2 separate regions of the Mustela erminea genome follow, and region 2 is linked to region 1. The links are chromatin contacts, called in public Hi-C maps. All regions are on one chromosome and are shown on one strand. Each heading gives the region's core, a stretch centred on a gene start, on an enhancer-like site or on the middle of the called end of the contact. The rest is flanking DNA. Distances are from core to core; before and after follow the strand shown. Region 1 holds the start of FBXL19 (F-box/LRR-repeat protein 19). Region 2 holds the start of CCDC189 (coiled-coil domain-containing protein 189).

Evidence for each region. A called contact is a pair of places that touch in the nucleus more often than the background predicts.
Region 2: a Hi-C map of skeletal muscle shows a contact between it and region 1, with 8 times the contacts expected there. The contact joins the promoter of CCDC189 here to the promoter of FBXL19 in region 1. A contact is called at or near these places in 2 of 3 Hi-C or Micro-C datasets (skeletal muscle and spleen).

The regions. Positions count from the first base shown.
Region 1 is chr20:600,078-607,599 of mMusErm1.Pri, reverse strand. FBXL19 (F-box/LRR-repeat protein 19) reads left to right here and starts at 4,071. Exons shown (of 11, transcript XM_032326996.1): 1 at 4,071-4,451; 2 at 7,027-7,227. The coding sequence starts at 4,410.
Region 2 is chr20:728,868-736,389 of mMusErm1.Pri, reverse strand. It overlaps CCDC189 (coiled-coil domain-containing protein 189), which reads right to left and starts at 3,340. Exons shown (of 10, transcript XM_032328357.1): 1 at 2,951-3,340; 2 at 2,607-2,638; 3 at 2,058-2,123; 4 at 1,731-1,900; 5 at 1,131-1,201; 6 at 987-1,036; 7 at 819-906; 8 at 675-744; 9 at 497-595; 10 at 1-157. The coding sequence starts at 3,157. It overlaps RNF40 (E3 ubiquitin-protein ligase BRE1B), which reads left to right and starts at 3,638. Exons shown (of 19, transcript XM_032328353.1): 1 at 3,638-4,012; 2 at 4,387-4,554; 3 at 4,688-4,829; 4 at 5,492-5,698; 5 at 6,232-6,353; 6 at 6,455-6,601; 7 at 6,695-6,769. The coding sequence starts at 3,881.

The sequences.
Region 1 (7,522 bases), core at 2,822-5,321:
TCGAGATGCCCCAGACACAGAGGGTGTCTGTTTGTTTCACTTAGTATCCTGTCTTCAAGGTTCATACATGTTGTGGCTTGTATCAGAATTTCATGCCTTTTTAAAGTTGGAAATATCCCATTGATCTATCTGGTCACCCACTGGCAGACATGTAGTTCAGTGATTAATTAATAATTCTGCTATGACCGAGTGTGTGCCAAGTATCTGTTCCAGTTTCTGCTTTCAGTTCTTTTGGATACATACCCCAGATGGGATTGCCAGATCATATGGTAATTCTATGTTTGATTAACTGATTAATTACACATTAAGTTCATGGGTGTCTTTTTTTTTTTTGAGGACCTGCCAGACCGTCCTCCACATCAGCTGCAGTATCTTACACTGCTGTCAGCAACGCACAAGGATTCCAGTTTTTTTCATTTTATTTTATTTTTTTTTCAGATTTTATTTATTTATTTATTTGACAGAGAGAGATCACAAGCAGGCAGAGAGGCAGGCGGAGTGAGAAAGGAGGAAGCAGGGTCACTGCTGAGCAGACAGTCCGATGTGGGGCTCAATCCCAGGACCCTGAGATCATGACCTGAGCCGAAGGCAGAGGCTTTAACTCACTGAGCCACCCAGGCGCCTCCAGTTTCTTTTTTTTAAAAGATTTTATTTATTTGACAGACAGAGATCACAAGTAGGCAGAAGCCGGCAGAGAGAGAGAGGAGAAAGCAGACTGCCCGTGAGCAGAAAGGCCGGATTCAGGGTTCGATCCCAGGTCCCTGGGATCATGACCTGAGCCAAAGACAGAGGCTTTAAACCCACTGAGCCACCCAGGTGCTTCAGGATTCCAGTTTCTTACATTCTTGTCCATACTTGATATTTTCTGTTTGTTTGTTTTTATTTTTATTTCTTTTTTTTTTTTTTTTAAGATTTTTTCTTTTATTTATCTGACAGAGATCACAAGTAGGCAGAGAGGCAGGCAGAGAGAGAGGAGGAAGCAAGCTACCTGCAGAGCAGAAAGCCCGATGTGGGGCTCGATCCCAGGACCCTGGGATCATGACCTGAGCCGAAGGCAGAGGCTTAACCCACTGAGCCACCCAGGTGCCCCTTTATTTTTATTTCTTAAGATTTTATTTATTTATGAGAGAGAGAGAGAGAGAGAGGACGAGCCGTGGGCATCTCATCTCCAGCAGATTCCAGGCTGGGTGCAGAGCCTGACGCAGGGCTCCATCTCACAGCCCTGAGCCCAGGACCTGAGCCAAAACCAGCAGTTGGACACTTAACTGACCAAGCCACACAGACGCCCTGAGGGGCACCTTGCTTTCAGTGATGACTCGCAGATGCCTCTGCATCTGCCTTGCACCGGGGCATTTTTCCGTTCACCTGTCCACTCTAGCTGGGTGTATTTCAGACTGCTCTCTCCTTCCTGTGGGTGTTGCCATACCGCAGGACAACAGAAGAGCTCGCTCAGCAGCTATCTCCTAGTGAATGTTCCCCAGGAAATCTTCTATATGGGGGCAATGAACTTCCCCTAGGGCTCTTAAGAAGCTGTATTTGTCATTAGGGTTGCTCGCAAGTGTTCCAGTTCTTCCAGGCCTGTGGGGACATCGCTGTTCTGACTCCTTTGAGGTTAGGTCGGGTTATCGACTGGCCAATACAGTGGGAGCAGAACTGTCACATGGAAGCTCAGATGGAGATGGAGTCTCTTCCCCGAGGGACTGGAAGGAGCAGACCACCTGCACTAGACATGCAGCAAGAGTAAGAAACGACCTTTGCTAGAAGCCACCAAAACTTGGTGTTCTTTGTTACTGCAACTTAACCTAGCCTATCCTGGCGGCTCTAGAAGCTACCAACACCTCCAGAGACCCAGAAGAGACGGAGAACGGAGAGCAGCGAGCAGCCTTCGGGACAGGACGGGGCGACAGGAGAAACGGGCCGCTCCGGCTGCTGAATCAGTGAGCCCACTCCAAGGCTACCCACAGTTCTGAAAGGAGGCAAGTGCCCTTTATTCCTTTCTAGCGGTTCCTCGAGGGACTGAGGGATCTCACCTATTTCTGAAACTGGCCTGTAGTCCTATAGTCCACGCCGTCAAAAAGAAAACCACCACCACTGAGTGGTCCTAAGCCATCCTTCCAAAGTGCTAGATTTCAGGATTTCAAGTGAAAGTGGAAACCCATTTTTGCAGGACAATTTTGCAAACAATTGTTTTTGTTCCAAACTAAGCTTACACATCCGGCGGAATTTGATCCCTTTGTAGATGTTGCAGTAGTCCTCAGCCGGGGTTCTGGAAACTGGGTCAACTGGGTCCCCAGTTTTCTCATCTATAAAAGGGTTCTATCTCCTAGGATTCTTCTGAGGATCGGATGAGATGCTGAAAGCACCGAATTAACACAGAAGTGGACACCTCATAACGCTTACAATGTAGTGAGCCAATAAATGAATTTCATCTGGGAATCACAGGAAGACTTCATTGGGGCAGCGGCATTTAAACAGAAACCTGCAGGATGCAGACTAGAGAAGTGGGATGCGAGAGGGGAAGGACCTAACAGGCCGTGGGAAAAGCGGTGGAGAAAGTCCTGAACAATCACGCAAGCCGGCGCTCAGGCAGCGAGCACACAGAGGAGACCATCACCTGAGAGCCAAGGGCCTCCTGACAAGGTGGGAGCTGGAGGCAGCCTCCGCCCGGCCTCAAGCCAGTCCCTCCAACCTCAAGATCGCCCTCCCCGGGCCGGCGTGAACTTCCCGGGCCGAAGAGCCACCCCAAGTCTTCCGCAGGGCGCTCCAACACAGGCGGGGAGAGCCGGAGGTCGGAAGTGGGTAGTTTTGCAAGCGGAGGAGGCAGATCGAGAAGGCCGAAGCGGGGAGCAGTCCCGCTCGCTTTGGCCGCCGAGGTGGCTGCAGGGACGCCGCCGAGGCCGGTCGGCGATGAGGCCGCCGGTGGGCACGACCGGCTACTTGAAGGCTGAGGCATCCGGCCAGGCTGCAGGACCTCAGGCACACGGAGACTGGGCGCCCCCTGGGAGCCGTGCTCGGTAGCGGACGCGGGAGGACTCGGAGGAGGACTCGGAGGAGGGCTCGGAGGAGGGCTCGGAGGAGGGGCGGGGTGCGGCTCGAGATGCGGGGTGCGGGGGCGGCTGGGGATGCGGGGGCGGCTGGGGATGCGGGCCGGCGGCTGGGGATGCGGGCCGGCGGCCGGCCACAGTTTCCTCCTCCCGGGAGCGAAGCCCTCCCGGCGCGGCGGATGCCTGGGATCCCCGAAGGGCTGGGCAGGAAGGAGCCCCGAGAAAGGAGCGACCCGCACGAGCCCCGGGCCAGGCCCCGGGCCAGGCCCCGAGGGCGTCGAGCTCACGCACGGACCCTTCGCGGTGGGACGCGCCATCATCCCCACTTCCCAGGCGAGAAGACCGACGTTCCGCGACTCCCGATTTCGCAGGACTTGCGAGCCCCTTCGCCGGAGCCCTCACGACCGGGTCGGTTCCGGGTCGGACTCCCGGAGGCCTGGGGGAGCAGCCTCGGGTGCGAGGCGCCCCGGCTTTCCGAGGGACGGTCCCGTCGGCGACAACCACGCCGCCCTTGCCGCGACAGCGCCGTTTACTGCTGTTCTCCCGGAGAGCCTTACGCTCAAGGACCCTTAAGAGTCCTTGCCGCGCGCGGGGGCGACATTATATATTCCTTGGACTCCCGCGGGTCTTCCTCCCTCACCTGCCTTGAGCCCCACCGGTGACCTAAATTCTCCCCCTCCGCTGGCGAGTACAGGGCGCGGGACTACAAGTCCCGGCAGGTGGTTCGGAAAGAGGCGGCGGGCAGAGGCGGAAAGACACTCTCGCTTTCCGTAGGCTCGCAAGTGGGCGTGTCCGTCGCGATGCACCTTTCAACAGCCCAGGTCCTTTCTCCGGGGGCTGAGGAAGGGACTACGTCCCCCAGCAGGCATTGCCGCAGAGAGCCGGTGATGGTCCGCCATCATCATTGTAGTCCTCTCCCGCGTTCGTACAAGAGAACAACCCTAGTGCATGGACTACAAATCCCAAGCCGCCATCTCCCCTTCCCTTCGGCCGCCATCTTTGCTGGTTGTCCCCGCCCCTTTTCCCTTCCATTGTCTCCGCCGAAGATAATAGAGCGGACCCGGGAAGACTGCAACTTCCGTCAGGCTCTGCGCCACCGGGAGGGAATCTCTATGTCACAGGCGGGCGAGGTGCCCAAGGTGGTAGAATGAGGCGGCAGGGAGAGGCCAGGTGGCCTGCCATCTTTACGGTAGTCTCCTTATTCTCGTGGTTCCGCCAGTCTTAAGGCACGCGAGAAGGCCCGAAGACTACTGTTCCCATCGCACCTCATCAGACCGACTCCTAGTCAGGTGTACGCCCCTCTCCCGCCATCTTGCTTGTAGTCCTCGCTCCTTTTCACCTTTCCATTGTTCCTGACGAGTAGAAATGGCAGCGGGAAGGCAGCAGATGGACTGCGACTCCCGTCAGGTACCACACACGCGGAGGGTTGTGGACAGGAGGGCGTGTGAGCGCCCGGGAAAGAGGTCGGGTCGGGGGAGAAGGCCATCTTGTTTGTAGTCATCGTTCCCGCTCCTTCTCTATCCTCGGCTACGGGGAGCCTCGGGGCAACCGGACTATAACTCCCGGCGTCCTCGGCTCCCGGCTTGGCACGCCCTCCGCCATCTTGTTTGTAGTCCCCGCGGGCCCCAGCATCCCCTTGCTCCCACGGTGTCCCCGGGCCGCAGGACTACGACTTCCGTCGTGCCCTGCGCGCGCTCGTCCTGGAAAGTGGAGGTGGTGGGGACAGGAGGGGGCAGGGGGCGGGGTTCCTCTGGGAGAAGGAGGGAGTAAAGAGGAGGAGGAGGAGGGAAGGAGGAGGGAGGGGTGGGGGAAGAGAGGAGGAAGGAGGAAGGAGCTCAGGAGGGATGAGAGAGGCGGCCAGGGCCCCGGGCCGAAGCAGCGCGGGGCCGGGGGACCAGGGGGGCTGAGGCACCCCAATTGCCCCCTCCCCCTTTCCCTGCCCCCTTCCATCCTTTCCTTCCATCCTCCGCCTTGAGGAAGGGGATTTATTCAAATTTTATTTAAATCCCCGTCTCTGGAGGGTCGCGCGCTGGGGGGAGGGGGAGAGGGCGGGGGCGCGCGCAGGCTGGGGGGGCGGGGCCGGAGCAGCTTCCTTCACCCCCCTCCACTCGCCGGGTAGCCCTAGGGCAGGGGGCCGCAGTCCAGGGGCGGGCCCAGGGGAGGGGGGCAGGTTACAGGGACCCCCCCCTCCCCGGGAACCGGCGGTGGGCGGGGCTTGAACCCCGGAAACGGTGGGGGGGGCCCAGGCCTGGCCCTGGACCCCTGGGCGGTGGGGGCCGGGAAGGGGCCAGTTAAAGGGCCGGGGGCGCTGGGAAGAGGCGGGGTGGGGGGAGGGGAGCTGTGACTCGGACCCCGGACTGAGTGGGGCCCGGGCAGAAGCCGAGCACCCTGCGCCCGAGGAGCCCCCGTTGGCCTGGGGGGGCTGAGGGACTGAGCCCCCCAGAGCAGGACCTCCCCCTGGAAGGGCCGCGCCGCAGCCCGTGGGAGGGCCTCGCCCCCGGCGCCCCCCATCTCCACTCGCCGCCGTCCCGGCCTCCGCCGGAGGGAGGGGCCGAGCGCCCTCGGGGGGCCGTGGACCCCGGCGTTCTGAGCGTTCCGCGCCCCGCGCCGCCCGGCCCCCCCGCCGCCGATGGCCGCCGACCCGCCGGGAGCTGCCGAGAAGGGAGAGATGGCTCCCGGGACACGTGTGAGGTGGGTTCGTGCGGCTCCTCCTCACCCCCAGATCGGGGCAGCTCCCACTCCCATTCATCCTCTGCCCGGCCTCTCTCCACCCTCCCCGCCCCCAGCCTCGCCCTCTCTTTGCTCCAAACTCCTCGTGCCCAGCCCTCCTTCCTGTTAGCGCTCAACCCTGGGGACCGGCCTTCCTTCCTAGACCCTGCTTCCCCTGGCAGACCCCCATCCCCGCCCGCATCGCCGCCCTCCAGGCCCTTCCCCTGGAGCGCTGGAGGGCCCCTTCCCCCCATGGATGGGTCTGGAAGTCCCTGGAAAGGGGGAAGCTAGGGTAAGACTCTGGCCACGAAGAGACCCCTCCAGGCCTGCTGAGTCTCTGTGGGGTCTTGGAGGATCTGGTTTCCACGGGAAGGGGAGCCCGAGGGATTCTAGACAATTCGGGATGGAAAGTAGCCTGGGAAGCTGGGGGGCGGGGGAGAAGACATGTCGGGCTGAGCCCATCCTGAGTTCTGTGGAGATGTCAGGGTGGATTCTGGAATCCCAGGGAGTCTGGGAGATGGCCCAGGCTAACCTGAGAGATCCAAGAGGAGGTGTCTTGGGGCAGAGGGAGCTTTGTTGGGGGAGCAGAACAGTAGAGATGTTGGGCTGAGGAGGGCCTCTGAGGCAGCATGGGGAGGAGGGTGTCTCAGAGCCCTGAGGGTGGGGGAGGGCAGGCATCCTATTGGGTCTGTTGACAGTGTATAGGTTTGGGGGGAGAGAGATTGGGTGGCAGCTGCGTGTGAGAGAGAAAGGAGTGAGGAGGAAGGGTCTAGAGCTTCTGCCCAGGAATTTGTGGGTATCTGGAGGGAAGTGGGGGGGAGTTCAGGTTGGCGAATGCTTGGGGGGTAGTACATTTGGGTACCGGGGGAAGAGCTGGGGTCTCTCTGAGGAACTCCACAAACAAGGAACCCCGGCTTTCCAAGGAGCTTTGGTGTGGAGGTGTCAGAGCCGAGGCCGAAGGCCCTTCCTCCTCCCCTGGGTAGCCAAGGGGGTGCTGAGGAAGGGTTAGAGGAAAGAGGAGTGAGGTCAGGAAGCCAGTTCTCAGGCTCCCAAAGGAGCCAGGTGAGCACTTTGGAGAGAGTCCTTGAGTAGAGGGAGTGGTGCCCCCCCGGCCCCCCCAGGAGGGACAATCTCCTTGTTCCTCGTCTCCCGCACCCCGGGACAGGGGTAGGAGAGCAAGCTCTGGCTGCCTAGGAATGGGGGGAGCTGCCGCGAGTGTCCTAGGCCAGGGCCTCCGTGGGCCCACCTGACCCTGTGTCCCATTCACCCACAGCCCTCGGCGTTGCTGACGCCCCCAATGTCGTCGAGCAGCCGGGGGCCGGGGGCCGGAGCGCGCCGACGCCGAACCCGCTGCCGCCGCTGCCGGGCCTGTGTGCGAACTGAGTGCGGGGACTGCCACTTCTGCCGAGACATGAAGAAGTTCGGGGGGCCCGGGCGCATGAAGCAGTCGTGCCTGCTCCGGCAGTGCACTGCCGTGAGTTCTGCCCCCGGCGCGCCCGACACCCCTGGGGGCCGTGGGTGCCCTTCCCCAGCTGGCCCGGGTGCCCTCCTGGGCTGGCTGCGTCCTCGCGCTCACTGTAGAGTTCCTGTTCGTTCACACAGTCGGACGCTGTCTTGTTCGGATGTCCAGCAGGCCCGTTTTTGTCTCCGGTTCCAAGCAGGGGCCAATATTAGCGCCCAGAAGAATGTAATGTTCTGCCTACCTTCACGTTTTTCCCGGCTTCAGAGGCACAGACCCAGAGAGACCTCAGCCCCTCTGTACGCCTCCC
Region 2 (7,522 bases), core at 2,091-4,590, 130 kb before region 1:
TTGCCAGGTGGCGGCTGGAAGGGCCGCTCTAGGGTGGTCAGCTTGCTGCTGAGCCGGTCCTCGCTGGCCTGGAGCTGCTCCTCCATCAGCTGCTGGAGCTGCCTCAGCTCCTTGTTCATCTGGGTCCTGATGTAGGCTTGCAGGCTGGAGACCCGGCCTGCCGGGACAGGAGAGAAGGGGCAGGTCAGCAGAGATGCTGTGCCGCCGCGCCCGCGGCAGTGCCGCTTTGTTTCAGGGAAAGCAGCCACACCCCTTCCGCAGAGAGGGGGGCGGAGCTGGCCGGCCTAGGTCCTCCGGGTTGCGGATCCGGAGGCAGATACCTCCTGCCTCCCTCCCAGCAGCTGCGTCTTAGTACCTGTTTGTCACCTTGGACTTCTGCATAAGGAAGCATTTGGAGAAAGGGCACTGTGCCTAACACTGACCTGCAGTCCTGATGTGGTCCAAACCCTTCATTTTATACCTGCCCAAAGTCACGGGGGACCTAACCCATCCTCACTTGGCTCCAGCTCCGGCTCCGGCTCCGGCTCCGGCTGGACCCCCGTTTCTGGTTCCTCTTGTGGGCTGACGCCCTGCTCCGCCTCCTCGCCGCCTTTCTCTGCAGGCCAGAAGCCGCAAGAGCCTTCAGCCCCAGCCCCAGCCCCAGCCCCAGCCCCAGCCCCAGCCGTCTTCCCTACCTGTCTCCTCCTCTGGCAAGAGCTTGGGGGGCTGCAGCCCCACGTAAGTCAAAGACAGATCCAGTCGCACCTGGGGAGGAGGAGGAGGAGGCTGAGAGGCGGACGTCTGCGCCGAGTGGGGGAGGTGAAGGGCGGCCTCCGTACCTGGGGCGTGAAGACGTATTTGTAGAGCTTGAAGTGGCGGAAGTAGGTGTTGACCACATAATCTGCCAGGGCCAGCAGCTGTTCCTCCCTAAAGAGGTTGATGCTGAAGGGGGGCCGCTGTGGGGGTGGTTGGGAGTGAGCGGACTGACCTCGCCCAGGAACCCTGCCCTTTTCTCCAGGTGCCCAGCTGTGGAGGAGCAGGGAGAGCCCCCTGCAGCCTTCAGAGGAAGACGAGGGTGAGGCGTGTGCGCCGGGAGACTGGGCTAGAGCTTAGCTGTGGGAGGCCGAGGATCTCGTGTCAGGGGAACTGACCCTGACTCCGTGGCAAAAAAGGACACTGATGAAGTAGCGGTAACATTCCTCCACGTTGCCCAGGGGGGTTGCTGGGAGAGAAACAAGACGGACAAGCGAGTCCCCTCCTGGATCGTCACTCATTTCGCTCCCTCACCGGCTACCTCACTGAGCATGAGCTCTGGAAGTGAACAGCTCTAAGGCTAAGTGCCTGTTTCATTAACTCACTCAGCAGCACCCACAATGCACTGTTCCAGGCACTGAACACAGCAGACGAGATCCTGCCCTTAAGTAACATATAATAAAACAAAAACTACGGAATTTCAGCCCTTGTTGAACATCCCCCGGGATATCAGTTCCCGGAACAAAGTGGGAGGTGACGGAGCCTGTCTGTACTGGTGGTAGTTCCCCCAGTATTCCTCAGAGCAGTCTCGTCAGGCTGGTGCTGTCTAAGGAAGCAGTGGTTTCAAAGCTGAAGTAGCTTGTGCGTGATAATGCTGCTTGTGACGACAGAACCAAGACTGCAGGGGGTGGCCCACGACTGCTTCCCGTGGCCCCGTGTGCCATCCCCGCCTCCGCTGTCCCCTGGGCTGAAACCCTTTGGTCGCTGCCTCCTCTCACCAACACAGGCCTTATGAAGGTCCTGGAGCAGGGCACAAGCTGTGGATGTCTGTTCCGGCGAGAAGCCCTGCTGACGGCAGAAGATAAGTGCGTGGGAGAAGAGGTCCAGGGTGATGGCCTCCTTCGGGCTTGGCTCAGGACAGCTTAGCCCCAAGAGCTCAGCTAGCACCCTTGGGAGGGAGACAGGAAGGAAGAACTGAGCAGCCCCTTCCCCACCCCACACCGGTGCCCCGCGTATCCTGGAGCTGCGCATCCTGCCTTCCAGCCCGGCCCTCTCAGCCCTCCCAGGAGCCAGCGCTTCTGCTCTTCCCTGCCCGGTCCCCATACTCCCTCATCTCCTCCGTGCTGGCTGTCTTCTGCAGCCTGTGCATGGAATGCGTATCCAGGTACTTCCTGCCGTAAGGAAAGAGAACAGGTGTTGGTGGCCGGCAGGCCTTAGTCCCCTGACCGGGCTGCGATGGCTAGAGCACTGGGCTGGGAACCAGGAACCGGGAGACCTGAGCTTGAGGGTTCGCCCTTCTACTACCCTCACGGGGCAAGTCACTTCCTCTGCGGGTGTAACGTTCTCCGTCTGTAAGTGACGGGCGCGGTGTAGAGGAGCGCCCGGGGTTCTCGTCATTTATAAAGCGGAGGGTTAGGTAACGAGTTCTCGTCTCGGGCTGCACAGGGCCCCGCAGCCGCGGGTGGTGCATCCACAGCCGTAGGCGCCTTCCCACCCCTCTTTGGACCGGGGAGGCAGGAAGCCTGGAGCTCTAGTGGTCTTGGATAACTGCAGTTTCCTCATCTAGCAAACGGGGTGCCGCGGCTGTCCGACAGGCCTGTTGGGGGAATAATGCGCCTACGGTGCCGCTTTTCCCCAAGGTCCTTCACACTCACCACAGGCAGATCCGCGGTTGGGGCAGCGGGGGCTGCGGAGAGAAAACGGAGTGGGCAGGCGGAGCTTTGCCACCCCGGCCCCGGTCCCTGAGCCCTCCGGACTCTCCCGCCTAAGGACCTGCTCGCGGGCCTTCTCGTGTTAAGGCTCGTGTGCGAGCCACGCCGGCAGGCCAGGCTTCGGGAGGCCCCGAGCACGGCCCACGACCAGCGAACGGTGGGAGTCACGACCCTGCCTCTTCAAGGCACCCGAGAACGTCCGGAACGCTGAGAAGCACGGCGGGGACGCCCTGCCGGGGAGCCCTTTCGCCAGCGCTGCGGGGCGGACCGCGCTGTCCCGCCCTCACCGGGAACAAGGTGGCCGCAGGGTCTTCATCCGCTTCTTCCGAGGCCGCCGTGGTGCCGGACCCGGGCCGCGCCCCCGTCGCCATCCGCGTGGCGGACCCATCCACCGAGCCGAGGCCCCTCTGGGGTTCCCGCTGCAGCGCGGAGGGCTGGTCACGCTCCGACGGGGTCTTCAGGGCCGTCAACTGGCTGGACTTGTGGCGGATCATCTCGTCGCTCTTCCGGGGCGCGGGTCAGCGCGGGCCGCGTCCCGCCCGGGTCCTGGGAACGCCGGTTCTCGGGCCGCGATTGTCAAGTCCTCCCTCCGGCGACGCCTCAGCCAATCCGCGGCGCAGAGAGGCCGGGGCGGCCAATCCGCAGCGAGCGTCTCCCTCCGTCTCAGCGGCGACCGTTGCTAAGGGAGTTCGGGGCGGGGGGGAGCAAGTGCAGGACGCTCACCAATCAGTGAGAAGCGAGGGCGCATGCGCAGCAAGTTTCAGGCTCCGCCCCCGTGCCCTCGCTCCAAAGTGGCTAACTGGAGGTAGGCGATGCCCTTAGGGCTGGAGGATGGGCGTGTGGTGTCCGTTGCCACGGGAACTGTCTGCTGGCCAATCACCGGGAGAAAGAGGAAGAGACCGAACCGGGCCCGAGAGGCGGGACAAAGCGCGACCAATAGAAACAGGAAATGCAGTTTCGCCACATCCGGCACTGCCTGCGGCGCCTGCGCTGTGCGCTGAGGAGGCCGGTGACGTCCGGCGAAGTCCAAGATGGCGCGAGGCCGGGTCCGCCGCGGGTGAGGGTCCCGGGCAGGTGTGTGCGGGGAAGGCCTGGGGCTGCGGAGCACTGGCCGCCTCGCCACCTCTGCTCTCTGTCGTCTTCAGGTGACGGAAGTGCCGCCGACGCCCTCCTGACGTCCCTCGGGAGACCCTGCGGCGCTCCTCGCAGCCGCGGCCATGTCCGGACCCGGCAACAAACGCGCCGCCGGCGACGGGGGCTCGGGGCCCCCGGAGAAGAAGCTGAGCCGCGAGGAGAAGACCACCACCACGCTGATAGAGCCCATTCGCCTGGGGGGCATCTCGTCCACGGTGCGTGGGCTCCGGCCCGGCCCTCCCAGCTTGTCCCATCTCCGAGCGCCGAATCGTCGGAGCCTGGGCTCCCTGCTCCCCAGGCCGAGCGGGGGCCGCTTCCAGCACGCGCTGCTGAGAGAAGCCGGGGACTGACCTCTGCCTGCTTTCTGCAGATAGGGGAACGGGTTGGCAGCAGCGCGCGACCTGTCAGAGACCGAGAGTTAGACGGAGGCAGAAGCAGACCTTGGCCCCCCGCACGATTAGGGGCTTTCTCCTGGGCGCCTAGATGTCCGTAGATCCTGCCGGTGGTTAGGGTGGGGGTCCTGCCCCCGCCGCCCCAGCGCGCCCTTCTCTCCCTCTCTGATTGCTCTCCTTTTGTTCTCCTTTGGTAGGAGGAGATGGACCTCAAGGTTCTGCAGTTCAAGAACAAGAAACTAGCAGAGCGGTTGGAACAGCGGCAGGCTTGTGAAGACGAGCTCCGAGAGCGAATCGAGAAGCTGGAGAAGCGGCAGGCCACAGATGACGCCACGCTCCTCATTGTCAATCGCTACTGGGCCCAGGTGGCTGCCCCTCTGCTTCCCAAGACCCGGCCTTGATCCCGCTGCCCGTCCTCTGCTGCTCTCCTGGAAAACGAGCGTCATGCTGGGAAGCACCTGAGGGATTCATAACATTTTTGGTGCTTTCTCCCTTCAGCTGGATGAAACTGTGGAAGCCCTTCTCCGACACCATGAGAGCCAGGGGGAGCTGTCTGGAGGGACAGAGGCGCCTGGGACCCAGGAGGGGCCGACGCGTGATGAGACCCCTCTCACAGAGCCAGGGACATCGGACCTGAGGGGTAGGGCCAGAGCCCTAGGAGCTGGGGAGCTTAATTAAGTCCTGGGAACGGTCCTGCTGAAGAGGGAACTTTTGTATTAACCTCCTGAGTTCCTGACCACCCTTCACACAGACACACATCTGACTTCATGTTTGGATAGCGAGAAGTAGCGGTTAAGGACTCGGGCCCCAGGCTTTGGAATCTGAGTGACCTGGTTCATAGTGCGTGTCAGGTTTGACACTCATTTAATTCAGAAAGTAACAATACCAAGTGATAATTGTGAGTTCATACTGTAACAGCCTTGGGTGAGACAAAGATAAGCCAAAAAAGAAACACTGTCTTTGCCATCGGGGAGGAAGTGATTATAAACCACAAGTAAAAAGAATAGGAGCCCATGAAAGGGCATTAGTGTATGTGCACTTGTGTGTGGGTCTCGTTGAGTTGGCGAAGACAGAGGCGGCTTCCCTGAGGAATGATTTGGAAGCTCCGTGGCCTTGGAATTACTTTAGTTTCCTGGGCCTCCGTAGTTTCACTTTGATGATGGGGACACCAGTGTATTAACGGGCACTGCGTGTGTTGAATCAGGGTGTCAAAGGGCTCAGTCTGGAACTTGGTATGGAGTGGCGGTAACTGCTGCTCTCAACCTCCTGAGATCCTCATGAGGGTCTGTCCACCTCCCACAGAGCCCCTGCCCGTGCAGCTGCGGCCCCCGCTCAGTGAGCCAGCCTTGGCTTTTGTGGTGGCCCTGGGCGCCAGCAGTAGTGAGGAGGTGGAGCTGCAGCTGCAGGGCCGGATGGAGTTCTCCAAGGCCGCCGTGTCCCGAGTCGTGGAGGCCTCAGACCGCCTGCAGCGCCGGGTGGAGGAACTCTGTCAGCGAGTGTACAGCCGAGGTTAGTTCTCTGTGTCCCACCGCAGAGGTGTCCGTCCCCACTTGTGTCTGGTTGTGTCCCCCCAATGCCCGGGTCCAGGGGCAGCCAAAATTCTCCAGGGAATGAATTAGCCACGTTCTTGGGAAAGCGGTAGTTAGTAGATGCGGCTCTGCCCTTGGTTCGTGGGTTGCGCTCCAGAGAGGAGGGAGGAGTTGATGCTTCTGGGGCCACTGCCTTCCAGCTGGAGACTTCTCTGGAACACTTTGCACAGATCTTAGTTGCAGTGGCTGGCCCACAAAGCGTAGTAGCAAGTGTCCAGGCCTTGCAGGCTGACAGGCTCTCCCAGCCCTAGTCCTGTCATTCTGGGCAGATGGTTCTCCTCTCTGAGCTGGTTTCCTCCTTTGTGCAGTGGAGATAAAAGACTCCGGGCTTTGTCCTGAGAAACGGGCAAGACAGCTGGTGGATCACCCTGGGCACATAGCAGACTCCAGAATGAGTTAGTACTTTGCCCCATGGCCCTGGATTTGGCTCTTACCCGAGCCCTGCCTTCTCAGGGGACAGTGAGCCCCCCGGTGAGGTGGCTCGGGCACGCACCCGGGAGCTGGGTCGTGAGAACCGGCGGCTGCAGGACTTGGCCACCCAGCTACAGGAGAAGCACCACCGCATCTCGTTGGAGGTGGGATTAAAACCAGGGCAGGGTTTGGATTAGACGCATACGAAGGCTCTCAGGGACCCAAGTTCCCTGCTCTAAGCATCTGACCCTGTCATTGTCTCCAGTACTCTGAGCTCCAGGATAAAGTGACATCAGCAGAGACCAAGGTGCTGGAGATGGAGACGACAGTGGAGGACCTGCAGTGGGACATTGAGAAGCTGCGCAAGCGTGAGCAGAAGCTCAATAAGCACCTGGCGGAAGCCTTAGAGCAGGTGGGGCTTGGGTGCTGGGTCAGACGGAGCCACGGCTAGGCACGTGGAGCCCTTGCTTCTCTCCTCCACCCCCATGGGTCTGTCTCTCCGCAGCTCAACTCTGGCTACTATGTGTCTGGGAGCTCCTCCGGCTTCCAGGGGGGCCAGATCACACTCAGCATGCAGAAGGTGAGTAGGCACCATTTTTCCAGTTCCTCCTACAGCCTCTGCCCCACCCATGAAAGTCCCCTCAGAGTTTAGGGCAGAGAGCTGCATGCTCTGAGTCCGTTCCCTGTCATTCATGCTGCTCTGTTTTATTCATTGATTTGTGTATTTAGTAAGTAATTGATAACATTAAATCGTAGGCACGGTGCTTGGAAGCAGGCACAGGCGAAGACAAAAGAGACAAAAAGCAGAGCTTTCATGGAACTAGGGTTCTAGTGGGGGGAATAAACAGGAAGTAAGATAGTTCATCAGGTGGTTAAAGGTGCCCCAAAGGAAAAGCACAGAAAAGACACAGACGAGGGCATTTGGGTGGTTTATCAGGTTAAGTGTGTGACTTCAGCTCGAGTCGTGATCACCAGGTCCTGGGGTCGAGTCCCCTGTCAGGCTCCCTGCTCAGTGGAGAGTCTGCTTCTCTCTGTCCCTACCCCGCTCATGCATGTGCACTCTCTCGCACATGAAAGTAAATAAACCTTCAGAAAAAAGGGAGAGGAAAGGGAAGTGTGTTGGAGTTGACTGGCATGCTTAGCTGAAGGAGCCGTCTCACCGGGAGGGCTGTCTCACTTCTTGTTCATCGAACATATTTTTTGGTCCTGTGAGGATCATTGTTCCCTGTTAAGCCTTAATTCAGGTTCCTTTTCAGGTCTTTCAGGAAGGTTTTTCTGATTTCCCTGTCAGTTATGAGCTTTGGTTCCCAGCACTGATCACGTAGTGTTTTCT